Linked DNA regions of Capra hircus: region 1 is linked to region 2. Evidence: chromatin contacts called from public Hi-C data. All regions are on one chromosome and are shown on one strand. The core of a region is the stretch at or near the end of the contact, and the rest is flanking DNA. Distances in the headings are between cores, read along the strand shown. Region 1 overlaps SYK (tyrosine-protein kinase SYK). Region 2 overlaps ROR2 (tyrosine-protein kinase transmembrane receptor ROR2).

What was found. A called contact is a pair of places that touch in the nucleus more often than the background predicts.
Region 1: a Hi-C map of blood shows a contact between it and region 2, with 3 times the contacts expected there. The contact joins two enhancer-like sites. A contact is called at or near these places in 2 of 5 Hi-C or Micro-C datasets (both in blood).

The regions. Positions count from the first base shown.
Region 1 is chr8:86,750,249-86,757,651 of ARS1.2, forward strand. It overlaps SYK (tyrosine-protein kinase SYK), which reads right to left. Exons shown (of 15, transcript XM_013966200.2): 15 at 6,530-7,403. Among named protein-coding and RNA genes, the nearest start is that of SYK, 110 kb to the right of the region's middle. Within about 2 kb of position 2,748, at least 3 of the 5 cell types and tissues checked have an H3K27ac peak or open chromatin away from gene starts, as enhancers often do.
Region 2 is chr8:85,892,197-85,900,025 of ARS1.2, forward strand. ROR2 (tyrosine-protein kinase transmembrane receptor ROR2) reads left to right here. Exons shown (of 10, transcript XM_018052509.1): 8 at 297-499; 9 at 1,876-2,548; 10 at 2,551-4,318. The coding sequence ends at 3,320. Among named protein-coding and RNA genes, the nearest start is that of ROR2, 240 kb to the left of the region's middle. Within about 2 kb of position 2,080, at least 1 of the 5 cell types and tissues checked has an H3K27ac peak or open chromatin away from gene starts, as enhancers often do.

The DNA.
Region 1 (7,403 bases), core at 1,498-3,997, 860 kb after region 2:
GCCAGTGGGCTGGTTCCTCAGGGGCAGGGAGACAAGGAGTCACAGCAAAAGCCTAAGTTCCACTGAGGATGCACCTGCAGGTGTGGAAAGGATGCCACCTGCTCTCAGTAGACCTGCCTCTCTCCTGACATGGGGCTCCCCAGCACACCACCCTCTCACTGCAGAGCAGCAGGCGAGTCTCTGCAGTGCAGACAAAGCAGCCTTTCTTGTGCACTGAGACATTAGGCTCTTAGAAAGATATCAGTAATAGTGCCCTTGGTCCATGCTGCCAAGTGGGGGAAACCAGTTCTGCACACTGAGAACTGAAGTGGGGAAAGCAGTGATCAGGTTGTTAACAATAAACAGTTATTTTTATGTTGAGAAGAGTATTAAAAGGACAAGAAAGTCTGCATATGACCCTGCAATCCCACTCCTGGACACATATCCAGAGAAAAACACGATCCGAAAGGATACATACATCTCAGCATTCATTTCAGCACGATTTATAATAGCCCAAACATGGAAGCAACCTAAATGCTCATCAACAGAGGAATGGATAAAGTAGATGTGGTACATACATTCAATGAAATATTACTCAGCCACTAAAAAGAATGAAATAATGCCATTTTCAGCAACATCGATGGACCTAGAGATTGTCAAACTGAGTGAAGAAAGTCAGAGAAGGAGAAATAGCATATGTCATCCCTTATATGTGGAATCTAAAAAGAAATGATACAAACAAATTTATTTACAAAGCAAAAACAGACTCATAGATTTAGAGGACAAACTTACAATTGCCAGGGGGAAGGATGTGGGGAAGGGATAGTTAGGGAGTCTGGGATCCATGCATATACACTGCTATCTTAAAATGGATAACCAGCAAGGACCTACTATATACCACAGGGAACTCTGCTCAATGTTATATAGCAGCCTGGATGAGAGGAGTGTTTGGGAGAGAATGAATACATATATGTGTATAGCTGAGTCCCTTTGCTGTCCACCGAAACAATCACAACATTGTTATTCAGCTATGTTCCAATAAAAAGTGAAAAGTTTTTTTTTTTTTTTAAGTACAAACAGATCTGAAAAAGAAGAAAAAATATGAACACCTGTTTGACACAGCTTCACACACACACAGAGAATCCCTGGGGAACATTACAACAGAATACAGGCCCCATGAGCCAATTTTCGACCCTGTGTTTTCAGATTATGACATCCAGAAGCGGAGTTTTGGAGTAGAAGGAACTCACTGGCACTTTAAGGCAAACCCTCACCTTAAATGAGAACGCAGATGGGGGACATGATGACTTCAGTTCACTGCAGTCGCTCAGTCGTGTCTGACTCTTTGCAACCCCCTGAATCGCAGCACGCCAGGCTTCCCTGTCCATCACCAACTCCCGGAGTTCACGCAGACTCACATCCATCGAGTCAGTGATGCCATCCAGCCATCTCATCCTCGGTCGTCCCCTTCTCCTCCTGCCCCCACTCCCTCCCAGTGCCTAAGAATGAGGCACAGGAAAGATACAGAAAAATCTCATTGCAGGACATTCAGGAATGGACATCATACTGACTTGAAGAGAAGGAACGTTCCAGACTGAACAAATGTCTGAATGTTCTGATTGCAGAGGAAATCATTTGCCATGGCTGTCTGCGCTGTGCTGTGCTTTAGCTGGGCAGCCCTTTTCTTTGGAGTGATCACCTCCACTCAGTTCTGTCTGTCTCGGAAGCTTGGCTTCATCTCTGAGCCGAGTGGAGTCTGCTCAGGTTCTGATGTCCTGATGCAGATTCTGTATTTAGGTCACCTTCTTTCTGTCTGGTTTTCCTACCGTGTACATACTCGCTTGAGGTAAAAGGTAGAGATAAGTGGGTTTGGCTTCATCAAGCATCCTGTTTTTTTTTTCTTCAGGGTTGAATGTTGACAGAAGCAAGAAGAGGAGGGGGGAGGTGGTGGGCTGGGGGCTTATTGGGCAGCTCATGTGCCTCAGTTCTGGCGGGTGCTTGGGGGGCAGCACACTGCTATGTAAGGTTGCTCACTTGGGCACCTGGGCAGGCAGAAAGCTCCCAGGCCTCCCTGGGAACGCATCCAGTGCCCAGAGATTGTGCTCTCCAGGGTGCCTTCAGGATGAGAGGAGATGCCACTCCTGATGTTCTCTAAGCATCACCGGGTACATCACGGAATCAAAAACCCACTTCCTGCGCAGAGAATGCATGTAACTCGCCTACTCTGGTGAAAATCATTTTCTTTCTGGCCCAAGTCCCCTTACCAAAATGGTTTTCTTGATCAACGATCTTTCCTTCCTTTCCTTACCTGCTCGCTGCCTACGAGGCTGACGCCTCTACCCTGCGCCCATGTCAGGGAAGAAGGGACTCGAGCAGCTGTTCACAGGCCATGAGTATTTACAGCGTCGTCTTCCAAACAGCTTTGACAGCCTTGGTGGTTTATAGAAAATTCATGATGTCATTACTTCATATGTGCCATGGAGAATAAACAGCAACTAGACACTGGCTCTTTACTTTTATGAATGAGGAAGAGTTGTTTGTGAACAATGTTCATTTTCCACTCACTGTTCCACAGCTGAATGGTAGTCATGGAAAACTGAGTCATTCAAAGACCTCAGAGATTGCAAAGGCATCAAGTCTCATGACTCATGGCTTTGGTGAAATAACGCCTAGCTAAAAAAATAGCTCCTGGAAATGGCCTCAGTTGAGTGGCATGTGGGCTGAGAGCATCGCTTAGTCAGCGAATATCCCATAGGAGGGTGGTGACTGGCAGTGCCAGGCTGGTGAGATCACCAGTTCAAACAGGCTCAGACGGGCCGAATCACAGCTCAGGATGTGCTGGCTACCCAGGTGAATGCTTGCTGGACTTGGTGGTAGTGGCTCTGGGAATATGCTCTTTCTTTCTTTCATTTTGTAGCCACACTGTGTGGCACGTGGAATCTTAGTTCCCTGACCAGGGGTTGAACCTGTTTCTCCTGCAGTGCAAGTGAGGAGTCTTAATCCCTGGAGTGCTAGGAAAGTCCACGTTCTTTCTTAATGTAGGTTAATGTTGTAAAACTAAAAAATAATAAGTGGTCTTAAAAAGAGTCCTATGTGACGAAACATCAAGTTATATGCCCGGTGCCCTCCTTCTGTATGAAAATGCCATCGTTTGATTTCTTTTTCTTCGAAGGAAAGAGTGATTATATATGTCCTGGCATTGTGTGTGTGTGAATGAGAGAGAGAGAGAATATGGTGTGTAAATAACCCACATTTGAGGACAGGACGGGGCTAGTTTTTCAGCAATAAATACATGATAACTGCTTCCTTGAGCTTCCCTGGTGGTCAGTGGTAAAGAATCCGCCTGCCAATGCAGTAGGCATGGGTTCATTCCTTGGGTCAGGAAGATCCCCTGGAGAAAGTCATGGCAACCCACTCCAGTATTCTTGCCTTGGAGAAACCCATGGACAGAGGCGTCGAGGGGGCTACAGTTCATAGGGTCACACAAGAGTAGGACACGACTTAACAATTAGACAACAGCTCCCTTGGCTGATTTCAGGGACAGAATCACCTTCCCACAAACACACTGCATCTGCTGTTGAGACCCCGCCCTCCTGCGTGTTAACTGTGATGTTTCCCAGACTGTGAGGAGCACCAGCTCCATCTTGCTAGTAGTCTTGAGCACAATGGTGGCTCTATGGTCAAAGAAGTCAGGAAAATGATGAGCTAGAAAAAATGTGTGAAAAGGTCTTTGCTGCACTATTCCTTGAACCTTGGGCTAAGGGGACACTGGGATTCTTATGTGGAAATGCTCTCAGCCATGCTATTTCGCCAGGGAACTGCTGGGTGCACAGCACGGCTCTGTCTCCAGACTCACATTTGGAGGGAAGACACTTGTGAGCTGTTTATCGGGCTTCTCTTTGGGTGATGGCAGGGAGAAGGAGAAGGGGTAGGGCTTGGGTGCCTGAGTGCACTTTGCCTTTGCTGGGCTTCCAATGCCTGAGAAAGGTCACGATTCAAGAGGACTGGCTTTCCCTGAGGGTGGGGATGAAGTCCATCCTGAGGCCACAAGCCAATGTCCAGAAGGAAGCAATTACTGCCTAAAGTGGGAAATGCCGGCATCGTTTGTCCTGAATTAAGATCTCATTCTGGCGCTTTCAGTTATTTTTATTTTTCTGAAAATCAGCTGTATGTTTCAGAAGCTGGGAGCCACTGCCACTCCTGGTCTTGAATGAAATGAAGTTGCTCAGTCGTGTCCGACTCTTTGCAATCCCTTGGACAGTAGCTTACCAGGCTCTGCCGTCCATGGGATTTTCCAGGCAAGAATACTGGAGTGGGCTGCCATTTCCTTCTCCAGGGGATCTTTCCAACACAGGGATCGAACCCCCGTCTCCTGCATTGCAGACAGATCCTTTACCATCTGAGCTTAGGTGTCTACAAATTGGTGGGCAGTTCAGGATCACATGAGGAGTTGTCATTTCCTTGTATTAGGTGGTCACTGGGTATGTTTCTTTATAGTAATCACAGGACTTTCCATAAAGGGGGTTACTTCTCAGGCTCCTCAGTTTGGCCTGTGTGGGTGCAACGGGGAAAATGCCTTCTCTTTCTCAAGTAGACAATTTCAATGGAACTACTGAGTGGACAAGAAGTTGCCCCAGCTTACAGGAAGGTGGCTGTTCTCTGCTAACCCCTTTCCCTTGGGCCCCAGCAACTCTCATCCTAAATGCAGCTCGGGACAGACAAAGTCTAGCAGGTGCTTTTTTTGAAGTGAGAAAGTGTTTATTAACTGGTTTTGAAGTCCCTTCCTGCCTTTGGAAAGTCAAGCCACGGGTCTTAAAATCTCTCTCAGCCCAAGCTCAGTTTGGTGGTAAAGCCACTTCACGTCACCGTTTCCAGTGGTCACAAACATGTGATTGCTCGGGTTCTGCTCCCTCACAGTGATCACAAATGGGATTGCTAGTTTTCTGCTCCCTCCCTGAGGTTGAAGAAGTCATTTCCTGTGCCATCACTCAGCGCCACCTGCTGGCCTGCAGAATTCCCACAGGTCAGGTGCTGTGGTGACCGGGGCATTTTTAGAATATGTAGCCCCGCCTCCCCCCCCCCCCCCCCAATCCCGCCTCTGCGCCTGGCATTTACGTGTGCCAGGGCAGTCAGTGGGTAACCCTCAGCTGCACTTTTGCACATCAGGAGGCTGAGTTTGTATGACTCCCCCAAGGTTAGTGCTGGAGACCACCTGTTATGCTCTGCTTCGGGGGCAACCCGCCAAGAGGCTGTTTGGCGGTCTGTGTTGTTCCTGTCCTGGGGCCGTCCTGATCTCAGGGCCCACCAAGGGAGAGTGAGGCCAGTCAACCCAGGTCTCTTTCAAACCTCTGCCTGCCAGGAGCCGGGGAAATTCTAGTGGAGCTGGAGGGAGGCTGGCAGCCAGGAGAGACCCTGGTACTTGACCCTGGCATAGAGCAGGTAGAAGAAAGATGACAGGGCCACCACTGTATCTCCCACGGCAGGACGTCTGCCTTACACTTGTGCTGAATTCCAATGAAGTGGTCGTTTGCAATAAGGTTCAGTATATATGTATGGCATGTGTGTTTATGAGGTATGTTACGTGCAAGGTATGTGTCTATGTGATGTCCATGCATGTGTGTCTAACCTCCTTTAAAACAGGGAATGGGGGCTCTGGCTTTCTTTCCTTGTCGCCTTCAGTACTCCCTAAGCTATGTGTACAGAGAAAGGGAAAGTTCGAACCCACAGCCCTGCTCTGGCCCCTTTTGGGATTTCTGTCTTGTCGGCCCACATCCCATTAGGGTACATTGTGAACTGCAAGGCTCTTGCTGGGCAAACCCCTGCCTGTGAACAGAGGAGCTCCGTGGCTCAGGGCCCTCATCAATAGGCCTTTACCTTCTGTGCATGGCAGAAACTTCCAGATCCATTCCCACCAGCCTGCAAACATCCACCATTTTAGACCGTGGCTGGGGACTTATTGTTTTTAAACACACTGCACACTGGACATGCTGTTTGACACAATGTATTTGACAGTATACCTATCCTATTTTGGGCTTCCCAGGTGGTGCTAGTGGTAAAGAACCCACTGTTCAATGAAGGAGGTGTAAGAGACACAGGTTTGACCCCTGGATTGGGAAGATGCCCTGGAGGAGGAAATGGCAATCCACTCCAGTATTCTTGCCTGGGGAATCCCACCGACAGAGAAGCCTGGCGGGCTACAGTCCCTGGGTCACAAAGAGTCGGACATGACTGAGTGACCGAGCACACCTATCATATTTTAATTACATCCATGCAACTCATCACAAAGCTCATTTAAATGTTTTATTAAAAATTACAGTTGAAAAAAAGTCCAGTGACAAAAGATTGCTCTTCCGAGATGAATGGAGAATACAACACCAGATTAACTGGTCAATTGTGCTCCTTGGGAGGCTGGAGGCCTGACAACCCAGCAGTCTGTCCCACATGTGAAAAGCCGGGTGGGGTTCTGCAGTCATTGGTTGGGGGTAAATGTGAAGTCACCATCCAGTGGCAAAGGCAGGGCTGATACCAGCAATTGCAGGGAAAGAACAGGTTCAAACAAAAAGCATTTATTACTTTAACCACAGAATGAATTATGTTTCTGTTACAAAAACTTTTGGTCCCACTGAGGAACAAGGTGTTTGTGGCATCATCAGACAACAGATGCTGGCCAGGGCAATGTATCCATCATACTGTCCTTTTGTTCCTGTTAAACATGGACTGAAAGGCACATGGAACTGAAGGCACACGGACTGAGCCCAGATCAGGGTAAAGACGCGCTTAGAAGCATCAGAAGGGCAGCATGCATGTGAAAGCCCAGCCCAGGCCAGTTGCCCCAGAGGAAGTCCTAACCTTCCAAATTTTGCTCATTTACATCACAAATCCCTCTTCTACAAGGTTGCCTTTCCCTGTGTCCCTTCCTCTGTGACCCCTCGGGGAAAGGAGAGTTATCCATAATACGGGACACAGTTTTCCCTAGACGTGGACACTGGCCACAGGGGGAATTCTACACTCAGGTCTCTCTCCACTGGGGGCGAAGCAGAGGACAGCGTGGGAGGGGGAAGCGCTGGCTGCCGCCCAGGCTGGGTTTCTCTTGCCCGCTAGCATTCTAGATGCTCTTCCTCCCCTGAGTCCGGGGAGGGGTGAGGAGATGCTAGGCAGCGGACAATCCCACCGGAAGGATGGAAAGAGCTCTGCACACTCACTACATGCACCCCCCTTATTCCTGTATGCATGCAGCCTCAGCTACAGACACACTCTAGGGCTGAAGAAGGACCCCGGGAGTCCAGCAGTGTGTATGGATGGCCTCTTTCTTAGATGCCATCCTCGCTTTATCCAGATCTTCCTCTGATAACTCTACACAGCCTGACCACAGAGATGGAGTCACTAATCTTTATAATTTCAGTGTGCTGTGCACTGAGTATCTG
Region 2 (7,829 bases), core at 830-3,329:
AGGAAATGGCAACCCACTCCAGTGTTTTTGCCTGGAGAATCCCAGGGATGGGGGAGCCCAGTGGGCTGCCGTCTCTGGGGTCGCACAGAGTCAGACACAACTGAAGCGACTTGGCAGCAGCAGCAGCAGCAATGTTTTTCGAGGTTTGGGTTGTAATTTTGTCCCTTCATGCAGCTTACATAACTATCTACTCGTGCTTAAATATTTTAATTGGAGGTGGGAGTGGGCTGGTGGAGAATGCCGAGTTGAAAAGGAGGGTATTTTCAGAAAAACCATGGATGCCTTGCTGTTCACAGGTCCCCAGGACAGCAGCAGGATGGGAATTCTGTACATCTTGGTTCCAAGCATCGCCATTCCCCTTGTCATCGCGTGCCTTTTCTTCTTGGTCTGCATGTGCCGGAATAAACAGAAGGCTTCTGCCTCTACACCACAGCGGCGGCAGCTGATGGCCTCGCCCAGCCAGGATGTGGAAATGCCTCTTATCAACCAGCACAAGCAGGTCTCTGTGCCAGTATTTATTTAAAGAGGCTGCTCCCCCAGGCGTAACCTCTACCTGGAGATTGGTTACCCTCAGTACTCACTTTCTTAATTTGCTTGATTCACAACACATGATTATTTTAAACGGGCCTTCTTTTTGCCCTTTCTTCTCTAAAATATACTAGGACATTTGCTTCCTTAGGGGATATATGGCAGGTGAGTTTGGAATTCACAGTTTTGACTCGACAGAGACCTGCTCTATTATCACGGGCTGGGAATGAGCTTTCCTCATTCAGCAGTGCTTCAGCTGTCCCCTCAGGAGGACACACAAAAGAGGGGCTCAGATTGCCCCCACAACTCGAGGGTCGAATATGGCATTTTTAAGGAATGAAGGCCTGTTTTCTGGTCAGTTTGGGGTTGGGCTGACTTTGTTTTGTTTTTCAGGGAAGGACAGAGCAACAGTCTTATAGAGGTGGTAGTAGGGGCAGGTCACCCCTAACCTGAGTTCCTAGGATGGTGAGAACGAACTGAAATGTGTAGCACAGGAGAAGTTCTCCCCAAGCTCACCCAGCCTCAGTGAAGGGGCATTTACATTACTTGCAAGTTTGGGGGGAAAATCATTTCAATCTGGGCTTTGAAGTGGAGGAGGCTGGACTTATTCAGTTCTGTAGCCAGGCATCACTGAATTTGCAAGGGGTGGCAGGGTGGAAGGGGGTTTAGCAGGTGAGGACACAGATTCCCCTGGGATCAGACAGCCTCTGAGGACAGGGCTGGGCACACAGAAGGGGCAGGAAGTTGTAGAGGCTGAGAGATGCAAGACTCGAATCAATTTCACCAGTGTGGTGCGTCTGTCACGTGGTATCTAATGAAGAGTCTGGTCAAGAGGAAGCAGCAAGACAGGCCCTTTGAGGTTCATCTGGAAAGCAGCTGGCCTGGACTCTAAAAATGACTCAGATCGTGGGAAGCACACCTCAGGGTTCAAGAGAAATAGACATCAGGGCCTTGCTGACCAGCAGAGGCAGCTGGGCCTATTGGTGGGCACATAGCAGGGAGCAGCAGCAGAGGCCCTCAGTGGGGGACACGGCTGGGAGGGTGGTGTCCTGGGACAGCTGGAGCTCAGTGTGCACACACCCACCCTCACCCACACACTTTGCAATGCTTTCTTGGGGTGGCGGCATTGTTTGCAGCCTGGTTGGGACCATTTGAAGGTTTCAGGCAGTCCCGTGGCATTGAAGCACATTTAAGAGCAGAGAGCAGTGTGTGATGCAGACTAAAACTGAGCCTGGTGGGGCTAGGGAGTGGCTCTAGGAGCCCCCACCCGACCCCTTCTCCAGCTGTCTGGCTCTGCCTTCTGGTGTCTTGGCAGAAATGTTTCACTGGGGCTTTTCTTCTTGGCAGGCCAAACTCAAGGAGATCAGCTTGTCCACCGTGAGGTTCATGGAGGAGCTTGGGGAGGGCCGGTTCGGGAAGGTCTACAAAGGCCATCTGTTTGGCCCGGCGCCGGGTGAGCAGACCCAGGCCGTGGCCATCAAGACGCTGAAGGACAAAGCGGAGGGTCCGCTCCGGGAGGAGTTCCGGCACGAGGCCCTGCTGCGGGCGCGGCTGCAGCACCCCAACATCGTCTGCCTGCTGGGCGTGGTGACCAAGGACCAACCCCTGAGCATGATCTTCAGCTATTGCCCACACGGTGACCTGCACGAGTTCCTGGTCATGCGCTCGCCGCATTCGGACGTGGGCAGCACGGACGACGACCGCACGGTGAAGTCCGCCCTGGAGCCCCCAGACTTCGTGCATGTGGTGGCGCAGATCGCCGCGGGCATGGAGTACCTGTCCAGCCACCACGTGGTCCACAAAGACCTGGCCACCCGCAATGTCCTGGTGTATGACAAGCTGACCGTGAAGATCTCGGACTTGGGGCTCTTCCGCGAAGTGTACTCGGCAGACTACTACAAGCTGACGGGCAGCGCGCTGCTCCCCATCCGCTGGATGTCCCCCGAGGCCATCATGTACGGCAAGTTTTCAGTGGACTCGGACATCTGGTCCTACGGTGTGGTCCTGTGGGAGGTGTTCAGCTAGGCCTGCAGCCGTACTGTGGCCACTCCAACCAGGACGTGGTGGAGATGGTCCGGAGCCGGCAGGTGCTGCCCTGCCCGGACGACTGCCCCGCCTGGGTGTATGCGCTGATGATCGAGTGCTGGCACGAGTTCCCTAGCCGCCGGCCCCGCTTCAAGGACATCCACAGCCGCCTGCGTGCCTGGGGCAACCTGTCCACCTACAACAGTTCGGCCCAGACCTCGGGCGCCAGCAACGCCACACAAACCAGCTCGCTGAGCACCAGCCCGGTCAGCAACGTCAGCAACGCCCGCTACGGGGGACCCAAGCAGAAGGCCCAGCCCTTCCCGCAGCCCCAGTTCATCCCCATGAAGGGCCAGATCAGACCCATGGTGCCCCCTCCCCAGCTCTACATCCCGGTCAATGGGTACCAGCCGGTGCCGGCCTATGGGGCCTACCTGCCCAACTTTTACCCGGTCCAGATCCCAATGCAGATGGCCCCGCAGCAGGTGCCCGCCCAGATGGTCCCCAAGCCCGGCTCCCATCACAGCGGCAGCGGCTCCACCAGCACGGGGTATGTCACCACCGCACCTTCCAATACGTCGGTGGCGGACAGGGCAGCCCTGCTCTCAGAGGGCACTGAGGATGCGCAGAATGTCCCGGAAGACGTGGCCCAGAGCCCGGTGCAGGAAGCGGAGGAGGAGGAGGATGGCTCGGTCCCTGAGACCGAGCTGCTGGGAGACAACGACACTCTGCAGATGGGCGAGGCTGAGGTCCAGCTGGAAGCCTGAGGGCCATGGGGCCATCGGGCACTGAGTGGACGGACACGAGCCTTGGGTGGAGGGCAGCCTCCCTGTGCCAAGTCCTCCTCTGCAGTCCTCTTGTGCACAGAGCCATGCTGTGCCCACCTGTTTGGTTGGAGGGTCTTTTGGCCAATGGCTTCTGACCAGGTGAGGGTAGTAACCCAGCAGGACACGTGGTGACTCCCCGTGCCACCTACATTTCCCTGGAGGTCGACATCAGTGAGCAGTGCTTGTGCTTTGAAGGAAATTAGGTAACATCTTCTCTCCGTATTTGGATTGAGTATGTCCAAACATTGGGAAAAAGCGGCCTGCGACAAGTTGGGACCTTGGGATTTGTGATGCCCAGTGGCTGGGCTGCAGGCTGAGGATGGAGGAGGCTGCTTTTCTCTCTGCTGCCCCTCACCTGCCAGTAACAGTCTCCCCTCACCCACCAAAGATGAATGGGAACAAGAAGTGGCCACCTGTCAGGGTCTGATGAGGAAGGGGCTCCTGGAATGGGAGTTCTGTATTGAAACGTTATGTGCCTTAAAAGAAACCCACATGATTTTGTATTCTTGTGAAATAATTTTTTAATTATCCTGCATGTGTATTTTGCCCAGTTTTCTGGAATTCAAGGGAAAATGTTTTGGGGCCTTGGAATGTTACAAAGGAGGCAACATTGTACAGAGCACATTATTGTTATTATTTTTTTTTTAGAATCCTGTACAGACCTTAAATGTAATTTATATGGTTTTTGTATGCCGTTTTCATTGAAGTATTTTGAGCTTAAAATAATGACTTCGTAATTTAACTGTTTACGTTACCCACGTTGGGATACCACCTGATTGTATTCTGGTTTGCTTGTGTTTGTATATGTAAGCGAGGTCCGTTCATTTCAGAGCTCCTGTGACAGAAGGCCCACAAGTACATTGCATCTGACACACGGGATAGAGTTCACTTGTAACTCCCACACCTGGTGTACCCAATAAAACGAAAGAGAAGGTTCAGTCGGCTCTGCAGGTCATGAGGATGTGAGACAGTGGGGGTTGCTGGATGATGGAGACGCCGAATGGTAATGATTTGGGCTGTGGTTGGGGCTTGTCCGGGAGCAACAACTTCATTTGAACGTGAATATATTATACGTTGGCAGATAAATGGTGGGAACAGGTTGCATTGCTTTTCTTGGTAAAGTCTGTAGCAGGGAGTAACTGCAGATGAGGTGAAGATGGTTTGGGGTTTTAAACCTCTCTCTTCCTGAGGTCCCAAAGCCCCTGCCATCTTTAGACCTGGAGTCTGGCGCTTCCCAAGGCCTGGAGCAGGGCTGGAGGGAGAGACAGTGAAGGAGACTAGGCCTCCTTCACCACCTGCCCGAAGCTGCCTGCATTCCATGGTTGGTTAGCAGTGCAGCCAGCCGAGTTCCGGTATACCTGGACCAGGGTACACCTGTGGGGTCAGTGGCTCCAGTCAGGGGAGGGGTTGGATGAGGCCTGGAGATGCTTCTGCTGGCCAGCTAATGGCCCCTGCTGCCCCTCTCCCCTTTACCCTGGCACGGCCTGGGTGGTTTTCCATGTTTAATGGAATGGGTCCACAACCCTGGGTTAGGCAAGGCTCAGCTAGGAATTCACTTCACATCCATAAGCAGTGGCCCTTTATCATACATCAGGACATCTGATGGAGCTTGTCATCTGATGGAGCTTGTTACAAAACAAGCACTGGCCTACTTGCTCCCAGGCAAGTCTGGGTGGGGCCAAGAAAGTGCATTTCTAACAAGGGTCCAAAGGGTCCTGAGGCTGAAAGCCCCTTAAGTACAGCACCTTGGGTCTCCCTGGCTCTCTGGCACCTCAGGCCATCGTGTACACCCCTTGCTCCTCTCTGTTAGCATGATGCTGCTGAGGAATATAGCCACGCACACAAACAAATAACATGTCTGAGTGTACATCCTGTGAATGTCTGGGAGCCCCCTGGAGCCTCTCTCCTGGCCAGTGTGTTCTGGATTGCATATTAAAAGAACTCAAGGCTACAGGGGGCTACTTCTCATTTCCACTGATGTGAAAGAGGAACTTCAGTTTATCTCTAATTTGGTACACCTGATGGTTTAACTGTTCGGTTGAGACCTAAGAGTGAAAAATGGGAAATAGCCCTTTGGCTGCCCTGTCCGCAGACCTAGCCAGGGAGGCAAGCGGCTGCTTCAGTTTCCCGTCACTCAGCTCCCAGACTTAAAGGCGGTGCTCGGGGCCATGGCCAGGACCGCAGAGTGAGCAGCCAAGATTCTGCAGAAAGACACTTGGAGGGTTTTTTGGCAGAGTGGGGGAGGTTTTGATCTGGGGGATTTTTTGGCTCGAAATAAAATTTGTTTGTTACTGCATCTTTAGGAAGGTTACTGAGTTTTTACAGTTGGTGCAGCTGAACGAAAGTGACTTAATTGGGATGTTCCAGAACAGATTTTAGAGCTAAGCTGCATAATTCAGATATATGTCACTCGTATTGTCACACCCAGCCCCATGCCCACAAGAGGGAGATTTCCACACCAAATGAGTAAGGTCACGTAAGTGTTCAGTTCAGTTCAGTCGCTCAGTCATGTCCAACTCTTTGCGACGCCATGAATTGCAGCACACCAGGCCTCCCAGAGTTCACTCCCAGGGTTCACTCAAACTCATGTCCATTGAGTCAGAGATGCCATCCAGCCATCTCATCCTCTGTCATCCCCTTCTCCTCCTGCCCCCAATCCCTCCCAGGATCAGGGTTTTTTCCAGTGAGTCAACTTCAAATCAGGTGGCCAAAGTATTGGAGTTTCAGCTTCAGCATCAGTCCTTCCAATGAACACCCAGGACTGATCTCTTTTAGGATGGACTGGTTGGATCTCCTTGCAGTCAAGGGACTCAAGAGTCTTCTCCAACACCAAGCCATCCATACAAAGCCACAATTACTTTGTACATGCATTTTTTTTTTTTTTTTGGTATACAGTACTTGTTGAAACAGTCTGTCAGAGCAATGGCTAACTTTTCTGTGCTACTTTTAGGGTGTTTCACTCAATGTTATAGTTATATAACTCTTCCCACTAAATCAAGACAAACCTCTTGGGTCTCTGAACAGGGAAACACTTGTTTAAAAGTGTTTGCTTTGGAAGAATTCCGCCTCTCAGTTCAGTATTGATAGCTATTTTCAGACAGTTTATGACTTTCTGATGGGAACTTTGAAAATCTTTTTTAAGATGAACTTTTCAGGAGAAGGCTGTATCAAAGCAAACTTGCATCAGACGACTAGCTTGATACCTAGCCGCTGGAAATCAGTGTGGGCTTTCCAGGTCAGAACTGTTTGCACCCTCACCTCCTGTTTTTCCTTCATCAGTCCCTAAAATCATAGTAGACACTACTACTGGAGTCTGTAGTAGTAGAAACTTGAGTAGAGACTTTAGCGGAGTAGAGACTTGAGTGGAGACTTTAGTCCCTAAAGTAGTAGAGACTATAAGTGTTCCTTGGCCTAGGACTTAATGGGTGCTCAGAAATTAGCTTTTGAAATAAGAGCAATGCTTTATTTTCGTGGAGGACACCTGAATTTAGACTACCTGACACCCTCACTGAGAAGAACATGAGCCTGACTGTCAGACCTATTTCTTTCTCAGTTTTATTTCATTCATTTAGTTATTCAATAGCAAAAACAAATAGCTAATATTGTAGCTACAGCTAGTTCCTGTAGTTCAGAGTTACAGTGGAAATTTCCTTTCCCATCCCCAGCTACCCCCTCACCAAGTAATGACTACTGTTGGTTCATTGTGGATTCTGTCAGTTTTTTAATGCATCTATAAGAATGTATACAATGTGCTCTCATATTTATACCATTTTTTAAACATAAGAGATACCTTCTCTGCAAATGGTTTTCTGTTTACTTTTTTCACATAACTGCATCTCGGGGGTCTTGGCTTGTCCGTGGATGGTGGCTGGTCTGCTGGAGGAGTTCCTAGCAGTTGTCCTGCCCTGAGGCCCTAAGGGCAGGGGTTATAAGGAGGCAGATGTCACTGCAGTGCCCGCCCACCACCACCCCCAACACACACACACACACACACGCACACACACAGGCTCTGGAGTGCGTGTGGGTGGAGTGAACAGAGAAGGACTGTGACAGACACACTTGGCTCAGCTCTAATGTGTGTTTTTTTAAAAGACAGGACAAGTTAACATTTTTAATTCAGTAGTATTACTTTTTACTAATTTGTTCTGTCCCAGTCTGAAGTGCTGAGGTTTTAGTGAAAAATGTTGCCCAGGCATAGAGACATAGACTCAAGACCGTCTTTTGTGCTTTGGAAGGCCTCAGGGAAGTATGCCAGTACCAAGGGAGAGATGGGGCCAATGACCACTCTTTTGGAACTCTAAACGGCAAGTACAGCACTCCCTCAACCTCACTGTTCCAGAATGGCAACTGCCACACACACACACACACACACACACACACACACACACACACATCCCTGCTCAGGATGGCAACAATACTCCCCTCCATAGCAATGAAAATGCCCACCCC